2 separate regions of the Macaca mulatta genome follow, and region 1 is linked to region 2. A link is a contact called in public Hi-C data. All regions are on one chromosome and are shown on one strand. The core of a region is the stretch at or near the end of the contact, and the rest is flanking DNA. Distances in the headings are between cores, read along the strand shown.

Region 1 (3,435 bases), core at 584-3,083, 37 kb before region 2:
GGCTTTGTGTTGCAGAAACAAATTAATCATAATTGTTCTTTTCTCTAAAACATGCACTTATTACTTGGGAATTAATAGGAAGTCAGAGAATCCAAATATAGAGTTACAGTTGAAATCTTAGGCCGGGTATAACCATATTTCCTCAATCTACTCATGCCTTTGGCTCCATTAGACAATAAAGTACACTTTGTGAGGATTCAAATCTTACTTCCATCACAGATTCCATCTCACAATATTCAGCTATTTTCTGAAGCCAAACTTAAAATTCAGATTGTTGTCTCCCTCTCCAGGGAGCAATCTTCCATTCAAACTTAGAAATTCTGATATTGCCATCTCTGGAAAAGCATGGTACAAAGAGATGTGCATATGCTTTTGAGCCAGACAGGCCTGAGTTTAAATCCCCACATGACCACTTGGGCATGATCTTGGGCCAAAAAAAAAAAAAGTGGCTCTCAAGGCCTCAGTTTCCTCATCTGTAAAATGCATCCAGGGCCACTCACCTGAGTTTATGATGAGAATTGAAAGACTGCACATGCATATACACGGCACCCAATAAAGGTCTGGCACATAAAGCTTACCCGCAAATGTTAGTTTTCTACCTTTCCTCCTTCCCAACCTCCAGTACAATCTCACCTATTACCAAACCCATTATTGTACTTATCATGTTTCACTTCTGGAACATGTGCAGGGTTTATGTCTTAATGCTCTTATAGCTTAAGGACTGGGCACAGTGCCTGAAACTCGGAGAGCACTGAACAACTATTTGAAAAACAAATTCATACACAAGGTCACAACTGCCGCAGGTTGCACAGGAATACAGTGACAGAAGATTGGAAGTCACTCTTCAAGTAGGGTCATTAATCCAAGAATGAGTTGGGGTGGGAGGTTTATTACCTGCAAACCTTTAAAAAAAATTTTGAGACAGCGTCTCACTCTGTCACCCAGGTTGGAGGGCAGTGGAGTGATCATGGCTCACTGCAGCCTCAACCTCCTGGGCTCAAGCGATCCTCCCACCTAAGCCTCCTGAGTAGCTGGAACTACAGATGCGCGCCACCACGCCCAGCTATTTTTTTCATTTTTTGTAGAGACGAGGTCTCATTATGTTACCCCGGCTGGTCTCGAACTCCTGGGTTCAAGCGATCCTCCCACCTCGCTCTCCCAAAGTGTTGGGATTACAGGCGTGAGCCACCACGCCCAGGCTGAAAGAGTATTTTAGTTTGTCTTTTAGCAGGGACAATTCAGGAAATGCTGAAATATGCGTCCAGCTAGGGTCCTCCCGCCTGTCACTGTCCACCAAGTGCAAGACTCCTGTTACTAGTTCCCACCTTCCGGAGCACGTACGAAGGGCTGACAGGCCGCGCTCCTCACCTTTTCCCTGGGCTTGATGTATTTGTGTAGAACCCCGCACAGTTCCAGGTAGGTTCCATACCACTCGAAAGCTTTCTTTCCTCGCTGCTGGAAGAACTTCTCCCAGTAGTCAACGGAGCCAAACTCCTTGGAACTTTTAGGTAAGAGGTTCATGTTCCTACCGCCGGAGCTGCGTTTTCAAGACTCCCCTACTCCCTGTGAGATACCATCTGAGGAGCTTGCCCACCACACGCAGGCTCCGGGACGCTGCAGTGGCAATTCTTTCCACGGAAAAACAGCCACATTGATTTGTTCCCCCTGGATGACCCTTACACAACAAACGCACGGGCCACTGAATCTCACACACGCTCGCCCCCTCCTCCGCGCCTGCTGTCCTTGCCCCACGTGAAGAGTCCCTCACGCTTTTCCCGAGCTAGATTTCCGAGCCCAGCAACCATATCCGGGTGCGAGACCTCGTGATTCGTCGGCCGGCCCAGCCCATCCCAGCTAGTCGTTGGTCGCTGCTTTGCATTTCTATCACCTCATTGGCTGAGACGTGCTCGCCTTTCTCCCGAGGCTCGGTCGCAGGCACCTAAACGCTTTTTAGACGTGAGGCCGGCCGACCATTCACGGGACGGGGCGGGACCGCGGGCTGCACTTGTGGCGGAAGAGGCCGGGCCTCTGTGAGAACTAGGTCACGTCCGGGTGCCGAGGGAGCGCTGCTGTGCTGAGGCTGGGCCTTCCCTCTAGGCGGGGCGGAGAGCGCGCTTCCTTCCCGGGCTCGGCGTCCGCTTTGTCTTGGAGCCGGCTTAATCCACTGACTGCGATCGTGCGCCACACAGGGGCGGAGCGCGGCATACGGGAGCGTACTGATAACGGAAGATGAAAAGAAAAACCTATGCAGATCGGAGAGAAGTGAGGCAGGAAATGAGTAAAACCAGTCTGTCGTAAAAACGCTGCACATTCTAACCTTGTCAGCTTCTGCGCACCACCAGCCCCCGCCTTATTTTGCCACCTCTGCACCAAAATACAGGATTCTGCTATCAAAAGTGTAATAACGTGAAAATTCAGGACGAAAAAGTAACAAGTAGGCATTCAGAGGTGCCTCCCCTCCTTCTTCCTTCTCCCCTCAAAGCACAACATGCAAAACTCTAGCCTTTCATTTTGATAATTGGCCTCCTTGTTATTCTGACGTTACCTATAACTGCTTATTTTATTGTTTGATAAACATACTGTACTTTCACATGCTCATGCTAATACCCTGAGGAAGCTTCTGTGAAGGGCACTTTTTTTTTCAGACAGGGTCTCACTCTCGCCCAGACTGCAGGGCGGTGATGCAGTCATGGCTCACTGCAGTCTCCACCTCCCAGGGGTCAGGGGATCCTCCCACCTCAGCCTCCGAAGTAGCTGGGAATACAGGTGCACGCCACTACAGGTGGCTAATTTTTTTTTTTTTTTTTTTTTTTTTTTTTTTTAGAAATGGGGTTTCGTCATGTTGTCCAGGCTGGTCTCAAACTCAAGCGACCATCTCGCCTCAGCCTACCAAAGTGCTGGGATGACTGGTGTGAGCCCAGGCATTATTTGAAAATGATCAAACATGTGTATCATTGCGCCTTTCACACCATAATAAATTGCAGGAGAAATATACAGATTGAGGAGAGCAGATAGGCTTGGAATTGAGCATGTGTACTGTGGGCTGTTATATACTACACTAGCCAGGTAGACTGTTAATAGTTAAGTAGGTTAGATTGGACTTAAACATTGGTTTTAAAAAGTGATTCTCAAACTGGCATGCATCAGAATCACCTGGAGAACTTGTTAAAACACAGAATTCCCCCAGTCACATCCCAGTTCCGAGTCGTTAGTTCAGTGGTGAGGCCCAAGGATTTGTGTTTCTAACAAGTTCCCACAATGCTGATGATGTTGGTCCCGGAACCACACTTAGAACCACTGTTTTAAAATACAATTAAGAGATAAGTCAAAATGGATATGGTTCCAAATTCGCTATTTTCAATGGTAAATCTAAAAGCTTTCTACAAGTAACATAAGAGAAAATCTGTTTTCATGCTCCCCTTGCTGAGTTCACAT
Region 2 (3,302 bases), core at 110-2,609:
TGTTTCTAAATCTCAGACCATTTAAATCAGAATCTAGGTAACACGTGGGCACCTACGCAGTTTTAAAAGCTTTCCAAGTGATTCAACTCCAAGTGAATCAGAGTTGAGCATCATTGCCTTAGTCATGGCATTTTTCAAATTCGTTAGTACAGTTTTACATTAAAAAAAAAATCAAAAGAAGAGCAACTTTTTGGTAAGAGGGTGTCTATTCTTTCCTTTCCTTTAGTGTCCTCAGATCTTTCCTCCTGCTGTTTTGTCTACTCTTGTTCTTGAACACCCCCTCTTATTTTTATATCTTTAGAAAGTGCCTGGCAAAGCATTTCAGACAGTTAAAATACTCTATCAACAAAGGACCCATAGACACTGTATTCATTTTAAAAGATGTGTAGTGAATATGATTCAATGAGTAAAATAATCCAGCTGGGGCGTGGGAGGAATGGATAATAAAACAAATAAGAGAACGGAAAAACAAAATTAGGAATTGTTTTTGGTAGCCAGCTACAGCGGGCTTCGAGATCTAAACATGATACCAAATTGGGCGGAGGGGGAGGGAGTGAGGGAGGAATGGGCAGAGTGGCGGAATGGCCTGGCAAGGGCGATTTCCCTGAAACCTGAAGGCTTTCAGGTTACAACTAAGGGATACCAGGAAAAGAACACCGAGCCCTCGTTCCGTATCTATCTAAACTAGCTGTGTAACTTTAAGTCAGTCTCCTCTCTGAACCAGATATTCCACCTATCTAAAGGGAGGAGCCTGGCCTAGGAACCCCTAACATCTCTTTCCAAGTGTAGCTAATTCTGTAAACAAGGGATCGAACAGATCTCCTTTCTTCAGAAAAGGCCCCAGACGAACCCGAAGCAGGTCCACCGGATCGCGACCGGAACCTGGAGAACCGGTGGTCGTTCCTCCCCTAAAGCAGAGCATAACCTTGGAAAGCTGCACCTAAACTGCGTGTGGGTCCGGGCTCTTTTAGGCGAAGCGCGTTCGGCGGAATCGACTTCCTCGACTATCTCCGTGCCCTGGACCCGCCCTCTCCGCCTGGCGCCAGGCCGCCGAGCGCCGATCGGCTCGATGAGCGGAGGCGCTTCTGCGGCGCTGCGGCCGACGCCGGGTCTGCATCCACTGTCTCCCCCTCCCAGCTTTTTACCTCGGCTTCCCACTCCTTCCCCCGCCCGCCCAGCACCGCCCGCCCAGCACCGCCAGCCCGGGAGAGCTGCCGGGAGTTCCCCGGGAGCCTCAGGTACTGGCGCTGGCCTGTTCCCAGCGGGAGGGGCTGGTGTGAGGAGGAAGGAAACGAAGAAGACGCCCTGCCTCGCCGCCCCCCGACGTCCTAGTCGGGCTGGTCGGCCGGCCTCCGGCATCTAGGAAGGGACCCCGGAGTGGGAAAAGGCTGGGGCCCGGGGTGTCGTGAGGAAGGAAGACGAGGACAGGGGTGTGCGGACGGGGAGCAGTTGAGGAAGAGAAGACTTGGAATGGAAGGGAACTCTGGGTGATGGGAAGAAAACAGTGCCATGGATGGGGAAGGTTTGTTAAGAGTGGGATGCAGTCAGGAATGCCAGGGGGTACCGTGGGGCAGGAAGGGCCAGTGTTAGGAGCAGATATATCCAGGGACGTGGCCTGGTGCGACAGATTGGGTGTGGGGGGTGAACGGAGCTGCCTGGAATTGTGTATTTAAAGGGCTCAGGAGAAAGAGCGCCAACCCTGCTGTGTTTATAATGACCGGAAGGTGGGGGTGAATCGTTACACTTGACAGGTTTTGCAAATGACATCTCCGGTTTGTGTCCATCCAAGTCACTTTATTTCTGTGAAACTGCATCAAGCAAGACGGCTGATGACAGACAAGGAAGACGAGTCAGAAAGGGAATGGAGGCTGGGAAAAGGAGAGCCTCTGCCCAGATTCAAAGCTGTTGACTAGATAACGTACTACTTACAAAAATGCATACATAGACATTTAAGTATATGCCGATGTATAAGAAGCATACGGTGATGTGACTTTTTTAAGTGAATTTTATAGTGGTGGTCTATCCTCAATGTGGAAGTACATGATAGCTCTCTTATTTACATGTATACCTAGTCACAAACACCTGAATTCACATGTCTTTTTTGTAGGAGAATCTTAGGCGGACGATATCCTTGTCTACTTTCTGAGCATGATTCATTTCTACTAGTTGTTTGATACACATGTCATCAGTTACTAATAATCACCAGTTGCAAATAACGTCAAAGTTCATCAACGTAGCTAATTAATCTGCCTACTGCTTTGCTGATGGGCTTTCTATTTGTTGCACATGGTTTCCTGGGATTAAGAGACCTGAATATGGGGTTTGCTCCTCCTTAAGATTGTAGTTTTACCCTATGTCTCATAAAGGCATTATATAAGTCAGCCTGTTGTTTGCTTTGAGATGTTGAGGGAGCCTCTTTGCAGGGGTTAAAATCTAAATACAGATATAGTTAAAAGCACAAGTTCTTCAGTAATTTGCCTTGTCATCTGTTTTTCCATGCATTCTGTTACATTTCTGCAAGAATTAAGTATTCTGAAATCAAAGTATGAGGAATAAAAGGGCCAGATGTATGTGACAGAAATATTGTGGAACCAAGAACTCAAGAGCTGTTAGGCAGCAAGAGTTTGGTTTTTGTTACAAGTGAATAATTTCTGATTTGGAAGCATTTCTTACCAAAGAAAAGTGTTTGTGTCCGTTTGTTTTGACAAGCAGCTGACTTAAAATATTACTTTTATTTGGTTCGTGAAACATGATTCTGGGATTATTCTTTTTTAAGTGTATATCATTAACCAACAAACTGATATCTAACTATACCTAATTTAAAGGGCTGTGTTTCTTCTTGTGGAGAAGGAAACAGGACTATTGGGTTGTTACCAGGAAGTGGGTCTTTCTAGAACAGAATTCTGTAAACCTGATGAGCAACTAATTGAAAAAAACAGTTAAAACTGATAATGCACAGCCATTGATTAATTTAGGCCTGTATCTCTGCTGTTTCAATGAGTGTAGTGACTAACGTTATCGTTACTAAACTTTAGTTTTCTCCTAGTTTCTTGGTGCCTACTTCAAAGAAGGGTCATAAAGAGTAAAAGAAAATGCATGCATATCACTGAGCACAGTGCCTAGCACACAGTATAACATTATTTCTGAGCTATCCTGAATTGCTGAGTATTCATCTACCATCTAGTCAAAAATACTGAAAATTCATTATTTGCATAGAACAACTTTTTCTCAAAAAAAATTTTTAATATGTTGCATACACAAGCATTTTCCTGGAAAGTCACAATGCATATTAGCATATAACA

Evidence for each region. Hi-C and Micro-C count contacts between places; a contact is called where the count stands out from the background.
Region 1: a Hi-C map of liver shows a contact between it and region 2, with 3 times the contacts expected there. The contact joins the promoter of METTL13 here to the promoter of LOC106994782 in region 2. A contact is called at or near these places in 2 of 14 Hi-C or Micro-C datasets (fetal cortex germinal zone and liver).

What each region holds. Positions count from the first base shown.
Region 1 is chr1:29,283,001-29,286,435 of T2T-MMU8v2.0, reverse strand. It overlaps METTL13 (methyltransferase 13, eEF1A N-terminus and K55), which reads right to left and starts at 1,833. Exons shown (of 8, transcript XM_077999923.1): 1 at 1,369-1,833. The coding sequence starts at 1,521.
Region 2 is chr1:29,245,568-29,248,869 of T2T-MMU8v2.0, reverse strand. LOC106994782 reads right to left here and starts at 1,359. Exons shown (of 4, transcript XM_077982072.1): 1 at 851-1,359. The coding sequence starts at 1,359. VAMP4 (vesicle associated membrane protein 4) reads left to right here and starts at 1,050. Exons shown (of 9, transcript XR_013416386.1): 1 at 1,050-1,109.